3 separate regions of the Mus musculus genome follow, and all the other regions are linked to region 1. Evidence: chromatin contacts called from public ChIA-PET data. All regions are on one chromosome and are shown on one strand. The core of a region is the stretch at or near the end of the contact, and the rest is flanking DNA. Distances in the headings are between cores, read along the strand shown. Region 1 overlaps Rad51b (RAD51 paralog B). Region 2 overlaps Actn1 (actinin, alpha 1). Region 3 overlaps Actn1 (actinin, alpha 1).

Evidence for each region. ChIA-PET counts read pairs in DNA pulled down with a chosen protein or histone mark.
Region 2: an RNA polymerase II ChIA-PET map of memory CD8 T cells shows a contact between it and region 1, with 80 read pairs. The contact joins two enhancer-like sites. A contact is called at or near these places in 3 of 115 datasets of contacts at active chromatin or transcription factors (large pre-B cells, memory CD8 T cells and microglia).
Region 3: a contact with region 1 is called in an RNA polymerase II ChIA-PET map of memory CD8 T cells, with 6 read pairs. The contact joins two enhancer-like sites. A contact is called at or near these places in 2 of 115 datasets of contacts at active chromatin or transcription factors (memory CD8 T cells and pancreatic cancer cells).

What each region holds. Positions count from the first base shown.
Region 1 is chr12:79,645,581-79,648,280 of GRCm38.p6, forward strand. All of the region lies in intron 7 of Rad51b (RAD51 paralog B), which reads left to right. Among named protein-coding and RNA genes, the nearest start is that of Gm36048, 150 kb to the right of the region's middle. Within about 2 kb of position 1,306, at least 126 of the 459 cell types and tissues checked have an H3K27ac peak or open chromatin away from gene starts, as enhancers often do. A contact at or near this core is called in memory CD8 T cells and microglia, where this site is marked.
Region 2 is chr12:80,166,833-80,169,532 of GRCm38.p6, forward strand. It overlaps Actn1 (actinin, alpha 1), which reads right to left. Exons shown (of 21, transcript NM_134156.3): 20 at 2,026-2,184; 21 at 710-1,648. The coding sequence ends at 1,490. Among named protein-coding and RNA genes, the nearest start is that of 2310015A10Rik, 35 kb to the left of the region's middle. Within about 2 kb of position 1,424, at least 235 of the 459 cell types and tissues checked have an H3K27ac peak or open chromatin away from gene starts, as enhancers often do. A contact at or near this core is called in memory CD8 T cells and microglia, where this site is marked.
Region 3 is chr12:80,227,731-80,230,430 of GRCm38.p6, forward strand. All of the region lies in intron 1 of Actn1 (actinin, alpha 1), which reads right to left. Among named protein-coding and RNA genes, the nearest start is that of Actn1, 31 kb to the right of the region's middle. Within about 2 kb of position 1,416, at least 214 of the 459 cell types and tissues checked have an H3K27ac peak or open chromatin away from gene starts, as enhancers often do. A contact at or near this core is called in memory CD8 T cells, where this site is marked.

The DNA.
Region 1 (2,700 bases), core at 56-2,555:
CTTAGTTCTCAGTTTCCCTCATACACTAAGGATCAGTTAAGACCAGTCTGTGAATGAAAGTATAAAAGTGCCATTACTCATGTTAATGATGTCAGATGAGTGGTGCCAGAAAGCCAACTGAAAACGAGGGAGGGAAAGATGTAAGATATCGGCTTCAATATGTAGTTCTATTGGTAAGATGAGCCGGTGGACGTTGCACAGACCTAGTCATCACCTCCAGCAACTCTGAGGCCTGCCAGAGCCTCACATTTCCTCTCAGACTCTGCTCCAGATGGCTGTTTCCAGGTCACCAGAGTGAATGGCAGAGAGAAGAAACTGGTTTGTCATCTGGCATTGGGCCTTGTTCCTTAGGTGAGATGGGTCCTTGCCAGCCTGTAGCCTCTGACTGGGGGTTTGCTCACTAGTGGTCATGTTGGAGAGTGCCATACCAAGGGCTACTAGGTAAGTATTTGGCCACTTACTATATTTGTTCTTGACCTATTCTTCTTCTGTCTCTTCTTTGTTGACTCTGTCTGATTGTGTCTAATTTTCACTGTTTGTGTCTGTATCAATGTCTTCTAAATATGGATGTAGAAGCATGGAATCACTCTGCCTCAAAAATAAAATTGTCCATCTTTGAGGACATGAAATCACTTTTGTACATGAGTATCTGATAAAGCCGCTGACTTGGGGATTTCTAGGTAGACCAGTTAACCAACCTTTGAACAATGGCCGACAGAGTTTCATGCTACAGATTCACTCTGGAGATGGAGATAATTGGACCTGCCCCGTCAGTGAGCCCATGCTGGTTAGGATGCCACACCACTTAATTGGGAACATAGAGATAAGGCAGGGATATTAGCACTGCTCTGCGCCCCACAGGACGTATCTGAGGTTCCTCTGAGCTTAGCCCCTGTCTACAATAAGCATACATTAGGCTGGAGGATCAAAGTTGGTGTTGATGAAGTTGGACTCCCCCCAAGAGTTATATCTTCAGTCTCTTTGGGGAGCAAATGACTCAATAGAACGATTTTTCTTGGCCCCAAATGAGTGTAAGGAGGGGGAGTGAGTGAGTAGCAGCCGTCTATGATGGTACTTATCACAAAGCCGTGTCTTTCTAACCCTCCTTGCAAACCGAAGGGAGGGGAATCCCCAGCACCAAGGCATACACGTGAATAGAAAGCACCACAAGTAACAAAAACACCGAAAAAGGTCATCAGAAACTCGGGGCGGGAGGGGGCTGGAAATTCACCTCCCTGCCTGTCTGAAGAGCTCAGTAGGCAGGGATGAGGAAGTGGGCAAAGACAGCCGAACAAACTTCATGCACAGTGACTGCCACAGAAAATGCACAGAACAGCTGGTAGGAAAGTTTCTTTCACATCCGTGTGAACCCCAGAGCCATCTGAAAATGGGCCACCTTCTTTTCCATACCTAGGTAGCCAGCCTTTCTTGGCCCCGTGCTAACTGCAAAATTTGATATAGTTGGTAAATAGACCACTGGAAGCCACAGTGGTTACCCTGTCACAAGTAACCAAGAGACTGTGTCATTTCCTGCAGTGGGCCCAACACTGCCAGGTTGGGCTAGAGGTGAAAACTGCACACTGGCCTGCTACCACAACTGGTGCCACCACCCTCCCAACCCACCCCAGTCTCAGACCCAACAGGTCAGTCCACTGGGGCCAGGCAGGGAACATGTTAATATACAGCTAGAACTCACCATACCTATAAGCCACAGCCCCACAGTTGCTGGCCACAGATTTTCCCTAGAGTATCCATTCTACGGGTAATTAGGCCAAAGAGAAAGCCTCACCATCGTGCAGGGCAGTTACCCCATACCTGGTGTGAACAAATGGCAGACACTGTCCTTCCTCCTCCATCTCCCGGAACTCGGTGGTGGAGGTGATGGTAGTAGAACGCTTAGGGGTGCCCTCAGTGACTGAAGAGGTGAGCATGGCAAGCTGAGGAGATTTACCATCCTTCCATATGTGCTGTCCCTCACACAGAGCCTGTCTTTCCTCCAGGGACTCTTGATCAGCAACACTCTTTTCTCCAGCTCGGCTGTGGATTGCTTTGGTCTGCTTCTCCCAGGGTGTACACTCCAGGGGAAACCCTGCAGCCAGCAACTGGGGTGCTGTGGCCACAGGCATGGCGAGTTCTAGTTGAGTATCGGTTTGTTGCTCCTTGGTCTTAATGACCTTAGCACCTGTTAATTCTGGGACATAGGGAAGGGCAACGATTGAGGAAGACAGTCCACTAGAGAGATCTGTATTCGCAGATCACTGTGCAGTGTGAACTGAAGTCTTCACACAATGAGTTCAAATATGCCCAAGCCATCTCCCTCACTGTGTTTCCCTCTCCTTTTCCTCAGCCGCTCTCCGGCATCTCTGGGCAGAGCAGCTTCCTTAAGGTTGAGGCTAATGAAAGTCAATGACAGTCCTGGAGTTTTGTGTACAACAGCAGAACTAAGGCAAACTGAGACATGTTAACATTTTTCCTTCATAGCCCCTTCTACTAATAGCCATCAGAATATATTAATTCTCGCCATAGCTTTTGTGGACTCAACACTCTAAAGAACAGAGGGGTTAGGCACACTTCCCAGAATTGCTCAGCAGATTCGTGCCAGAGCCAAAACGAAATATAGGCAGGCTGCTGGAATCCCACAGGCGTGTTTTCTTCTGGTCAAATTGGAGCTTGGTGTTTTATGACAAATATTTAAAAAAA
Region 2 (2,700 bases), core at 174-2,673, 520 kb after region 1:
GGGAACCTGGCAAAGAGCCAGCCCACCATTTTCAGGAGGCACAGCCAGGGATTTTAAAACCGCCCCCAGGCAGAACTCCCCAACTCGACATATCTCTACTTGCAAAGTTATTTTAACCATGATCGCTCTTGCTCTGCTCTGTAGTCTTGGAAATTCTAACAACAGGCTCCCACCACCACCATATATTCTTAGACAACAAATGATAAATTGGAGCTTATCATCATATATGTTTGGATATGGGGGGAATGCTGGCAATCTGCATTGTCATTGAGTCCCTGCAATGACCAACAGCTACTATCTGTGGCACATTTTGGGGTCTCAAGGGATTGAATTCAGGGCCTGGCATAGGCTGGTTGTACACCCTGCCACCAAGCCCCAGTACTCTATGGAACACTTAGAGTAGGAAAGAGGACTACAACCCTGACACAATCCAAGCTGTCCCCTGCAGCAAAAACAAAATGGTCGGGGTCACAGAGAAGTCACAGACAGCCACAGAGAACCAAGAAAGCTGGGGGTTTTCGTCAGGGGCTCTTTCATGCGCTTGTTAGCTTTCCCCTGTACATAGAGGAGGCCATCTTCTCCTCTTAAAGAAGTGAGAATGTACCAAACCAGGCTCAGAAATCTAGAGGTGGGTGAGGACAGGTACCCCACACCATTCTTGACACAACCCACCCCCACTTCTGGAAGTCAGCCAAAGGAACAAGCAAAGTAATGTCACGGGAGTGTTGTTTTAATACAGTCTGTGCCAAGCAACATCATAATCTCCAAGTTTGTCCTATCTTTAATAGGCAATATTCAAAATTAAAAAACATAACAACTCTGCAGTCATAAAACAGGCCAGCCACACTTTTGAAGAGACTGAAAAATGAGAAGCCATGAATTATCTTCTTTGAAAAGCAGCCATTTCAAAAGGTTTTCTTTAATATCATAAAATATTCTCATGGACAAGTGAGCTAGCAAACACACATGCACCAATGTGCCTCTGATGAGAGTACCCACCTACCCCACCCCCAAGTGGGCATGAAATTAGAGAAATGAATACAGCAGACAGAACAGGTAGGAGGAAAAAACTTCAGTAAAAAGAATGGAATATAACTTTGTGCTTGGTTATTTTCCTATGTCACAACAAAAACATTTCGGTGCAAATAGTTAATTTTTCCTCTTTTCCATTTAAGACTGGTGGAGAAAAAAATACTTTTTTTTTTATAATAAAATATGTAGTTTTTTGTTTGTTTTTTTTTTTCTTTTTAAAATTTTTTTTTAACGTAACTTTTTTTTTATCCTTTTTTGCAGAAAATAATTTTGTAAACTGTCACTTTGTGGGCAGGGAGGCTTGATGCCGCCTGGGTCGGAGCTCTGCCCCCTTGGTGGCTGAGCTGAAAATAATGAACCCAGCCAGCCAGACTGGGCGGAGGAGGAGGAGGAGCAGGGTGGGGCGCACGCGCAGAAGGCCGGGGGTGGGGGGGTGGTGGAGGGAGGCAGGGGCGGGTTAGAGGTCGCTCTCGCCATACAGTGCCGTGGAGAAGGACATGTAGTCTAAAGCACCGGGCACGGAGTCGGGGCCCGCGTAGGGGGCCATTCTTGCGATGCAGTACTCGGCTTGGTCAGGGGGCAGCTCACGGCGCAGCTCATCCTCTGTGATGTAATTCTGCGGAGAAAGCATGGTCAGGGTCGGAAACCTCGGCAGCGGCCGGAAAGCAACGCGGCGTTGCCGCAACTATTAGGTCGTAAACTTGCCGGGAATGTTAAGTACCCGTGTTCTAATTTCCTCGCTCTACTTGATCTGTAGAATACGTGCGTGCATACATATAACAGAGACATCCGTGTGTATGTACATATATATATTTAAGTGCATATTATATATTTACAAGTAATATATCACTTGTATATGGTATTTTAAACACGTCACGTTTTCCATTTTAGTATCTACTTCAACTTCCTTCCAAACCTATTTCACTCGGACTTTTTCATTCATCCTACCGATTTACAGTAACCACCCACTGTCTCAGCGTCAGCACATCCTACCTTATCTCCAGCCAGGATCTTGAAGGAAGCCATGACCTGATCTGCAGTATCAGTATCTGCCGTCTCTCGGGACATAAAGTCGATGAAGGCCTGGAACGTCACTACCCCCAAGCGGTTGGGGTCTACAATGCTCATGATTCGGGCAAACTCTGCCTCTCCCTGGAGGAGACAACCAACCCACACCTGTCACCCTAACGGCCTACTGGGGCATCTCAAGTGTACCTCCAGCTCCAAGTTGCCTATGGTTGGAACAGGAGGCACAACAGACATCTGATCTGGCTTGGGTTGCCCCAGGGTGAGAAAGTGACCCAAACGTTGTGAGTCTCAGGACTTCCCACCCCCTGCAGAGCTCTGGGTTTCACTTACAGAAAATGATGGGTAGTATTAATTATAATGACGATAACTTCAACAATGGCTAACTAACACTCATACAGCATGTATTATATAGGCCAGCTAATATTCTAAATTCATCTTATCATCACAACTGAATAAAATCATAGTATTCCCATTGTATGGGAAATCTGAGGCCCAGACAGGGTAAGTGACTTACCCAAGGTCACATGGCTAGGAGGTAGGGAGCTAGGATTAGGACGCAGGCAGTCTAGCTCCAACATATGCTGTTTCCTTAACATGACAAGTGTGCCAGACAAGTACGCAGTCCTTGTGATCACTTTA
Region 3 (2,700 bases), core at 166-2,665, 580 kb after region 1:
CTTGACAGAATATTTCCAACTTCCCAAGGTTTTATTGGGAACGTGACTGACCTCATTACAAGTCAAGAAGCATCTATACAGGTTACTGGATCTGCCACTACTAGGCCCTGGGAAAGAATAAAAACTGGGCCCACTCCAGGGAGCTCCAATTAGCTGGCACGGCCCACTATCAAGGCGGCACAAGCTTTATAAGTAGCATGAAGCACCCCAGAGGGGACCACATGCAGATCTCCACAGGGAGCAGGGTCAGGAATGAACACTGGCTGCTTGGAGTTAAGCCCACACTAGCAGCAGGCGGAGACCAGTTTGGTTTGCCTTACACTTGACTGTCTGAAAGGGCTTGTATCAAGAGGCTGAAAAAACAGGGGCCAACCACCTGCTGGTTACAGCAGCCTCTGAGAGAGCAGGAATCAGGACAGAGGAGCCTGCTGTTAAAGAAACAGATGGTGCTCAGCTCCTGGGGAAGCTAGGAAGTTTTGCATTAGTGTATCTAACTCACTGGCCAAAAATGTGTCATATGGCTAACCTTGAGAGAGGAAAAGCCGGGGATAAAGTGAATGGAAGGAAGTGGGGACAGCAGCAAACTGGGGGAGGGGTTGTCCCCACTAATCCCTGGGGTGCCCAGGAGGGTGTGAGCCCCTTTCTCAAGTCTAAGGCTAAAGAAGAGGGGAAGGCAGGCAGAGGGTGGGGACCTGGTCCCCAAGAACTCTTCTCTCAACAGAAGATACTGAAACTTCAAGTTATCTATATAGTTTCAGTCTTCCCCAGAACTGTGTGGCGGCCAAGCTAGACATGATGTGTCCTTGGGGACCCAGCTGGCCAGCCCACTGGCCTTTACAGGACAGCTACCGTGATACGCCCAGTCAGGGGGAGAAGAGAATGGAGTGTCTAAGGCCTTCTGTTGACTTGCCAACTCCACCTGTGGGCACAAAGGACCTCATGCCATGGGCACACACAGGGAGATGCCAAGACCCAACTCTCCACCCAACTTCCTAGCAACATTATTCACCGTAGCCAAGATACGGAAATAACCCAAACATCTGTGAACACGTGAACAGATAAGGAGAATGTATTAAAACACACAATGGAGTATTATCCAGCCCTAAAAAGTTAATTCTGACACAGGATTCTACTGGGACAAGCCTGAAGTGAAGCAAACCAATCAGAAAAGGGCAAACAAAAAACAGGTCCACTTCTACGAGGTACCAAAACCATTTCAAATGAGTATACTTCAGAACCCTGAGTTAGACCAACACATGACCTCTTCCTCCCCGCCAGCTCCAAAAAAATGGACTAAGACCTCCCAAGACAGGGGGAGTTAGGGACAGCTACACCGCCTCAGGCCCTGCCTTGCCCTCTGCTCTAACAGACGGGCAGAAGGGAAGTTCCTCTCCCATAGCCAGAAGAGAAGCAAACTGGGGGCCCCTCTCCAGGTCCTGACTCCAGGGTGACTCAGGCTCCAGTTTCTCAAGAAGGAAGTGAGCCACTCCAGTCTGCCTTTTTTTCCCTTTTAGGAAGACACAAGAGAATGATTCAACTTAATCCTGGAGGCCTAAATTCCACTTCACTCCACTTGCACTGGAGATATCACACCCCACACACCATCCTCCAGGACAGGAAGTCAAAAGGACAGGACACAGCCTTCCCTCTCTACCTCAGTCCCAGCGTCCTACACTCAGCTCCTAACACTGGAAGAGACATCAGCAAGGTCTGAACTCACTCTGTTTTGGCTGCTCTGATGGTCTCAGTCTCCTCATCGGTAACTTAAAGGGATGGGACAGAGGCAGCTCTGAGCTTCTAGGTCTCTGGAGGAGCTGGGTGATTAATCTGGGGCTGAGAAAAGACAGGAGAACACAGGATGTGGCTTTGGAACCAGGCAAGCTTTAGTACAGACTCATGCCTGGCACCCCTCCAGAAGCACGGGTTCCAACTGGAACACCTGTATCACCCCCCCCCACCCCACCCCCACCCCCAAGTCAGGCAATCTCATCACTCACTCAATAGCTCCCACAGGCTACTGTTGGAGGACAGCCTCTGAGATGGACACAGCCTGGTGAAACTTCTCCATGGACCTTTAAGACCCTGGAGACCCTTTAAGACCCTATCTCTTGTCCCCAGAGCCTGTGCTTGGGCGCCTGGAAGGCTGAGAGTCAAGTAGGTAATTTGAACAACAAAGCAAAAGAGAGCCCAGTAGAGCTACAGGGAGCATAAAGGACATTGGAGTCCAGAGTCTGGTTTGAATCCTGAGTTTGACACTAGCTTGCTGTGAGACTTTGGAAGAGCTCGGTCATTTGTCCGGCCCTCTATTTTTCTACTGGCAGAGGGGACGGACTTTGGGGGCCCTCTGACAGTCCACATAGGGAATCACAGGAGGAAGGCCTGCTGGAGCCACCCTGCAGCTTCCTGTGGCCCCTGCTTCGACCTAATAGTGGCTGACCCGCCCAGGGCCGGCAGACGGCAGACTGCAGACAAATGAGCTGACAGGCAGCCAACTCCAGGGAGTGCTGAGGCACGAGGGACACAGCTTCAGCCTGGCAAAGTCCAGCTGCTGGAGGCTGTCTGAAGGCAAACATCCTGCTTTAATGGCAGAGATGAAAATAGTATGGCCGTTTTCTCAGAGTTGGAACCAGCTGGCTGAGATGGGGTCAGGGGACAAGACAGTGGCTATGTGCTTTGTCTTTTAGCTGCAAAGCCTGGTGC